Linked DNA regions of Podarcis muralis: region 1 is linked to region 2. A link is a contact called in public Hi-C data. All regions are on one chromosome and are shown on one strand. The core of a region is the stretch at or near the end of the contact, and the rest is flanking DNA. Distances in the headings are between cores, read along the strand shown. Region 1 holds the start of MRPL15 (mitochondrial ribosomal protein L15). Region 2 holds the start of LOC114600604 (DGAT1/2-independent enzyme synthesizing storage lipids-like).

Region 1 (4,007 bases), core at 687-3,186, 450 kb after region 2:
CTCTGGATGCAGCAGTCCACCCCACTGTTCCCAGTTAGGAATTTGGATTGTACTTTCAATAAATTTTGACTACAGACCTTTTAAAAAGAAAATGATCATGGAAGCAAACTTACTGGTGACCTTTATTGTAGCCATATTTTGGAATAACTAGATAAAATGGAGTTTGGCCTCCTTCAAAGCCTAATCGAGGACGAGTTCCTCTTTTCCACTGGCTTCTGTGAGTTGTTTTCCTCCATTGAGTCTTTTCACGCCGACTCTTTTCCTAAAGGAAATAGCCAAACATCAGTTTGTTACATAATACATATTCAGTTTATTTGTGAATGAAGAGTTCTGTGACCCCCCTTAAAAAAAAATATCATAGAAGATTGTACAATCTTGTGCACACATACTTGGAAAAAAATCCCCAATGAATACAGTGAGACTTAATACTGAGTAAGCATGTATAGGAAATAAGGTCTGACTTTTCGGAACATACCACAAAATAAAACCCGATTAATTTGCATAATCCACAGCAAGGTGAGTGGTGTAGAAAAGTGAGTAGGAAAGAGGTAGAGGTATGGAAGCTGTCACATAATAGTCTAAAAATAAATTCCACAACTTGTAATGGGTTCTCTGCTACATACAGAAAAAATGACTGACGGTTATTCCACAAATCATGCTTCCTACTGGAAAAGCTCCAGTCCTTGCAGCAAAAATTCCCATGGCATTAAAAAGGCAAACTAGCATATTGTGACATAAGATTTTGTGAGCAAGAGATTATTTCCATCTTTTGGTGTCAGCTTACTTTTAAAGTATATTGTTCCTTGTACGTACAGACTAATTCAATTCGTTTCTACTATTATTTATATAAAACGTCAAGCAATTGGAATAGAGAATTTTGCATCATGAATGCAGCATAAATTAAACTTCACCTTTTCAATTAAAAAAATCATTCCTCCCCAGATTTCATACATTCTAACTACTTTACTCTCTCATAAGAGACACACCATATATTTAAAGCACACCTGCCCGCCCTCTGAATCCTGGGAAGTGTAGCTTACCCCTCTGAGCTACAATTCCTATCAACCTTAACAAATTACAGCTCCTAGGATATGTGTGTGCTTTAAAAGTATACTTTCTATGTAGCCTAGTGTTTCAGTATTTTTAGAATATGGGAATTGGACAGAATAGAGTAGCAATGCTAAAAAACTATGACTGAAATATATGGGCATTAGACACTGCTCACAGCTTTTTAAATATTAGTGCTTGTGTCTGTGTGTATATATATATATACATATACCTGTAAGATTAGTATATTACATATGCCTCAGATGAAGCAGGCTCATTCCTAGTACATATCATGCACTATAAACTGAGCAGACTTTAAGATGCCATAGGGTTCTAGGTAAAACATTGTGTACTCAGATGCAATATGACTGGGTCCAGTAAAAACATGCACACAGGCATCCTTTTGTCACCACCATGTGCAGAAAATGAAGTCACACAAGGGGGCCACTTACGGGAAATAAGCTAAACGTGCCCCTCGTTTCTTTTGGGTCCCTTTAGAGACACCAGTGACCCTATCAAAAAAAGGGCAGGCGGCGCTGAATAAGGGAGGGGAGGCAGGGAAAATCGCTTAGCAGCGCAGAGGCGGCCTAACGCTGCAGCGTCAAGCGAGGCAGCCGCGGGGCCAAGGCCTCCCTCCTCACCCGCCAGCTTCCAACTAACTCACCCGACTCCGGGCGCCATCGTTCGGCCGTAGATTGGCGAGGCTGACCCTGGGCAAGGTCCGCAGCAGCTCCAAGGCCTTGGCGCGGCCCCCTCCGCCTCCCCCAGCCTGCGCTGCCATCGCTCCCCTGGCACGAGCGAAGGGCAAGGAAAGCCGGAGAGAGGAAGCGGCGGCGCAGCGGGAGAGCCCACGAGAGAGAACCAATCAGCAGGCTCTGCGCCGGCGCAGAAACACCATCAACCCCATGCTGTAGCTGTAGAGAAAAGAAATAACAGAGAGGCACCTCTCCCGGTTCCTCGTTTTGTCTTGGTATCTCGCCCACCCTGTGGAACGCCCTCCCATCAGATGTCAAAGAAATAAACTGAACTTTAGAAGACATCTGAAGACAGCCCTGTTTAGGGAAGTTTTTAATTACTGATGTTTTAATGTATTTTTAATCCTTTATTTATTTATTTATTTATTTATTTATTTATTTATTAATTATCCATTGTTTTGAGAGAGGGGAAGCACAACGTGTCTGAATTCAATGGAATGGGCATCACATCCCAGTTTGAAGGACAACGGTTCCAGACTTCGCTTCTGTTGCAGGCGGAAGCACGCTGACACCGCTGCCAGATCACAGCTGCGCTGCATTTGGATTTCTACATTTACTATATTCTGTGAACCGCCCTGAGACCCCCCGGGTATAGGGCGGTATATAAATTCAACAACAACAACAACAATAATACATTGTCTCCTGCAAAACAGCTGTCACTATCATTTATTTCATTTCTGAACCGCAAGTGGTTCTAGAGTGGAGTACATTAAATATAAAACCAAGCTAACCATTCCAGTGAAAACAGCAATGCAATTCCAATAAAAAATGAAAATAGAAAGTCAGTCATACCTCCATACTACAAAATCAGTATCCTCAGCTGAAATCCTTCCTAATGTCTACCCAGATGTAACCCCGCTGGGCTTTCTCCCAGGTAAACAGGGGCGGGGGGTAGAATTACAGCCTTACTGCGTCAAGAAACCACATCATTAAAAGCCTGGATGAAGAAATAAGTCTAGCTAGCAGCAAAAAAGCCAGCCAATGTTCGTGTCAGCTGGATTTCAAGAGGTGGGTGGCATTTCAGAGCTCCACTGCTGTGAAGCCACTTTCACCAGATGCAGAAAGGTACAATCTCACTCAGATGGTTTTATACCACTTTAACAGTCCTGAAGAGTAAGTTTACACCTGAAATGTTATTAATCCCACTTCTCTGTAGATGGGAAAGTATTCACTTATTTCAAAATGACACAAACCAGCCTTGCTCATTCTGCTGACTGGGCCCTGGATTTGTGCCACAAAGCTTTGCCCCGAGTGCTGGGCACTAGCAAGCCCACCCAGAAGCAAGACAGAAATAAAGAACTTGTGCTCTTATTTTGTGTATGGGAGGGCCCCCGGAAAATCTTTGTATTTGCGTGTTTCTAAACATTAAAAACAGCCCTACAGTATGCCCTGTGGATGTGAGCTTAATCTGTAATGTAAAAGATTTCCCAGGTTTATTTTGATGCCATTTAGATGACTGCATACCAGCCTTAACATCTGTACATGTTAAGTGTCTTGGAAGAAGCACTCTGCTTGGTAAATGTTTTTAATATTTTCATTGAAGTTTGTAAAAAAATAAAAATAAGGTTCTGCAGTGCAAATTCCAATACAAATGCAGCTCCCTGTCTATTTATATGCTGCTCTTGAAAAACTTTACCGAGGCAGTTTTAAAACCTCTGAAATTACTCTTACATAAAGACCAGAGTTTTAAAAAGCAGGAATCCAGGCTGTGTCCGGGCTGTTCCTTTTGTTGGTAGGACGGCAATATTCTGGATTTCAATGGCAGATTAAAGCTAAGACTTTTGGTTATGTTTTTCTGTACCTCTTTTATCTCTGAAGCTTTTTTGGTTTGCCTTTTACATTTTCTTTACGGCCACCCTACAGCAGGTGCGGGGAAACCTGGGGGGAGGACGGGGGACGGGGACCTGACGGTAAACCTCCAGAAGTTGCTTGGACTACAACTCCCATCATTCCTGGCTGCGGGCCACGAAGTCGAAACCCCGTTCCCCATCCTTTTGAGAGAAGAAAACAAAAAGCGGCGGCAATAATAAACTAGAAGCAGGCTGAGCAGAAGCCGTTGTGGTGCTTTTTTTAAATAAAAAAACAACCCACCACCACCCGTGTGCGAATCCATCCCACAGAAACAAAGCAGGCGCTCGAGCGACCCGAAGAGGCCTACACGCTTTCGGGAGCCCCCCCCCCTTTTAACGGCCGCCCTCGCTTGCT
Region 2 (4,089 bases), core at 966-3,465:
GGTTCCTTACTTTTTAAGAATTTTAAGCAAATATTTTTAGGAACCATCCTTTTTTGGAATTGTGGTTTTAAATTGTTTTCCGTGCTTTGCATTTTTAAAGTGCCCTGGAACTTTAAAGATCCATCGCATCCTGGTCACTGTCTCTTCGAGCTTCTGCCGTCGGGATGGAGATACAGGACGATGAAGACAAAAACGAGCCGTCTTAAGAACAGCTTCTTCTCCAGAGCGATCTCGGCCCTGAATGGGAAGCCTGGACTTTGAAAATCATCTAATCTTCCTTGCTGTACTATACTGCAGTGTTTCCCAACCTTTTTTGGGCAAAGGCACACTTCTTTCATGAAAAAAATCTCGAGGCACACCACCATTAGAAAATGTTAAAAAATTTAACTCTGTGCCTATATTGACTTTATAAAAAGTACAGTGGTGCCTCGCAAGACGAAATTAATTCGTTCCGCAAGTCTCTTCGTCTTGCGAGTTTTTCGTCTTGCGATGCACGGTTTCCCATAGGAATGCATTGAAAATCAATTAATGCGTTCCTAGGGAAACCGCCTTCAGACCAGGTCCGGGGACAGTCTGTCCCCCGACCTCTTCTGAAGGCTGGGGGGGGGGGGCAAGGGCTTTTCTTCCCACTGCCAGCCTTCAGAAGGCTGTTCTGAAGGCTGGCGGTGGGAAGAAAAGCCCTTCTTCCCACCTCCCGCCCCGCAAGCTCCGGGGACAGGAGGGCTTTGCTGCCGACTGCCAGCATTTTAAAAGCCCCTGCTGTCCCGGGGCGATTTTAAAATGCTGGCGGGCGGGAGAGAAGTCTCCGCTGCCCCGAGGAGATTTTAAAATGCTGGGGGTCGGCAGCGAACGCTTCGCTCCCGCCCCCCAGCATTTTAAGATCGCCCGGGGCAGCGGAGAAGTCTCCGCTGTCCCGGGAAGGCAGGCGGGGGGAGCAAAGACTTTTGCCCCCGCCTGCCTCCAGAAGAGGTCCAGGACCTCGTTCCGATGCCCGGCGGCGGGGGGAGAGGTTCCCGCCCCACTGCCCGGCATCGGGACATCGTTCTGATGCCCGGCGGCGGGGTGCGAGGTTCCCGCCCCACTGCCCCGCTTCGGAGCAGCGTTCCGAAGCGGGGCGGCTGGGGCAGGTGTTCCCGCCCCCCGCCCCGCTTCGGAGCAGCGTTCCGAAGCGGGGCAGCTGGGGCAGGTGTTCCCGCCCCCCCGCCCCGCTTCGGAGCAGCGTTCCGAAGCGGGGCGGCTGGGGCAGGTGTTCCCGCCCCCCCGCCCCGCTTCGGAGCACCGGGAGAAGCGATCTCCCTGCAGCCCCTTGCTTCAAAAGAGGTCCGGGGGCAGCGGGGAAGAAGCACTGCGCTTCCCGCTGCCCCCGGACCTCTTTTGAAGCAAGGGGCTGCGGGGAGATCGCTTCTCCCCGCAAAGCCTTGCTTCAAAAGAGGTCCCGGGGCAGCGCGAAGCGCTTCCCGCTGTCCCCGGACCTCTTTTGAAGCAAGGGGCGGTGGGGAGAAGCGATCTCGGGCGCCGCGGCGCGCAGGCACACTGCTCGCTCCTCTTTCCGCGCAGGCGCCTTCTCTCGCTCTTTCGCCTCCTTTTCTTTCTCTCTCGATGGTCCGCCTACAAAGGAGCGAGGGAGGCGCCCGCCATGTTTGGATTTGCATCCAGCAGGAGATGCCGCCGCCGCCCCGCCTCTCCCGCCTCCCTTCCACGGCACACCAGGCAAGGTCTCACGGCACACCAGTGTGCCGCGGAACACCGGTTGGGAAACACTGCTATACTGTATTGTTTTAATTAGTGTTTTTATGGAGCAGTCAAGTAATTTCGTTGTCCCCGAGAGGGGGCAATGACAATAAAGATATTATTATTATTATTATTATTATTATTATTATTATTATTACTTCAGGGTGAACGGCGGGCAACAAATTACATTGTTAACAATAATGATAATAAGGGGATTTATGCATTTGCCTTGGCAGCGTTGTTTTAGATTTCCCTTTTCCCTTTTTAGATTAGTACTAAATAAGATGTGAGCTACAACAGCCTCTGCAGCTGCCTTTCTTGTTTGGAAGCAGCCATACGACGTCCTCCCTTCCCTCTGGGCAAGACGGGAGATTGGCGTTTGTTTTTTTTAAAGGCTTCCGACGCGCAGCCGCAAACCCTCTATCCAGTCGCCGTTACGCGCCCCTCTGCCCTTTCTTTTCTCTATGGCGCATTTCCCGGAAGCCGCCTCCTCTGACTTGTTCAGGCACCTGTCCGCCTACTCAATGGGTCCGGGTGGAGCAATGGCCCTAAGCTGAGCGAAGAGCACGCTGTCCTCATTTGGTGCGTCCTCGCTCGGGACAATGGGATAGCGGTGAAGTTCTATCTGCCAGGAGTGGCCGCTTGCCATACCGCCCCTTTGGGGGCGGCAGGAGAGGAAGAAAAGGCCGAGCTTTGTCGCCGAGTGAAGCGTCTCTGCAGCTGCCGCCGCCGCCGCCTCATCCTCCCTCTCCGAGACAGGTGAGGCCCGTCTTCCCTTCCTCCTCGTTAGGATGCAACAAGGTGTCTCTTCGGGCGGGGAAGAGAGTTGACAGAGGGAGGGCAGCCATTCCTGGCTCCTTTCTCGCCTTCCCCTCCACCCCCTTTACATGGGCAGCCTTTTCTGTTGTTTTTCTCCCCAACTTCTCTCAGGACTTCCCATCTCCGTACCGGTTTTGGCGCTCTCTCACTGATTCTGACTTGAGTCCTTGCATTGTGGCGCGGGCGCCGTTAATATTTCCTGTGCTTTACGAATGTTGCAGGGATTCTGCAATTCTTACAACACCATGTCAGGTAGATATTGCAGGTGTGCAGCTGGGAAAGCGCGGCTCCCATTTGCTGGAAGCCACCCAGAGAATTTATAGGAGAGACAAGATTGGAGCTGGTCTTTCCTGATTTGTAACTGTTTATCAATTCAGCTATCGGTCATCAATTTGCAGAAGTGTTTCCCTGTGCACTGAGTTGCTGTTGTGTGTGCACTTGAGCATTTGTTTTTAAATGTTTTGTGGGAGTGCCTTTTTTGTGGGATATTCACTTGTCTGCTTGCTCTTTATTGCTGAAAGAAAGACTTTGAACCATGATGAGTGCCCCCCCCCCCAAGCACCAATAGCTCTTTTTGAAAAACAGGTGGTTATTTCATCAAAAAGACATTTGTGGCCCCATCTCTGTCAGGTACACAGATCTAGTCAATGTATCCCAGTAAACCCATGTGAATTAAACGAATGAAGATGATCACTGAAGCCTTTTTAAAACGGAGCAGGTTTCCATCATAGAACTCAGTTTGCTGCTCTTGTCTTTGTCACTGCAGAGGATGATGCTGGGACACAGCAAGAGAACCCAAGAAAGCCATACATAAATTGTTGTTGTTGTTTATTAGATATATATATACTTCCCTTCATCAAAAGATCTCAGGGAGGTTCACAAGATAAAGTCTGGAACAAAGTCCCTCCTGTACAAAGAAAGCTATCTTAGATGGGCTTTGGATTTTACAACATTGAAAGCCTGTTTTCTACTATTGTAAAAGTGCTACATGGGAGATAAGAATCTGTTGCCATACGTTGCACTTCATAGACTTTAAGAAGCAGAGGGTAGACAAGTATTACAGGTTCCCTCGTTGCTTCACTCCCAAACTTGATTGTTGTGTTTACTTGGCAATGACAGCAGTCTGTATTCAACTTAAGAGTACAGTATTCTGGTCTTTAGTGAAAATTGTCTGGAAATTCAAACTGACAGTTCCAAACACTTCTTTATAATATACTATACAGATCTTTATATACTTTAAAAAACTTGTTTTGTTTTCTTTTTAAACAGAATATGATAGGCCGAAATGAATCCTGTGGTGCAGAGCAGATGCCCATGTCTTACTTGACTTGCCTGCTTTACATACTGGAAGGATGGACTGGAGTCGAACACTTGGACGAATATCTGAGTTACCTGGTCTACCTCACATGGCTCTTTGCACCATTGCTTGTAGCATTTTTACTTCCTGCACTCATCCTCATTCTTGTATATGTCAGCATTTTTATTCTTCATATTTACAAGTTACGGACACACCTAAAAGAGGTTTATTCAAATGATTTT

What was found. A called contact is a pair of places that touch in the nucleus more often than the background predicts.
Region 1: a Hi-C map of tail shows a contact between it and region 2, with 4 times the contacts expected there. The contact joins the promoter of MRPL15 here to the promoter of LOC114600604 in region 2. A contact is called at or near these places in 2 of 3 Hi-C or Micro-C datasets (blood and tail).

What each region holds. Positions count from the first base shown.
Region 1 is chr8:38,878,233-38,882,239 of rPodMur119.hap1.1, forward strand. It overlaps MRPL15 (mitochondrial ribosomal protein L15), which reads right to left and starts at 1,937. Exons shown (of 5, transcript XM_028736960.2): 1 at 1,712-1,937; 2 at 114-262. The coding sequence starts at 1,828.
Region 2 is chr8:38,425,636-38,429,724 of rPodMur119.hap1.1, forward strand. It overlaps LOC114600604 (DGAT1/2-independent enzyme synthesizing storage lipids-like), which reads left to right and starts at 2,216. Exons shown (of 7, transcript XM_028736946.2): 1 at 2,216-2,490; 2 at 3,820-4,089. The coding sequence starts at 3,823. All of the region lies in intron 2 of XKR4 (XK related 4), which reads right to left.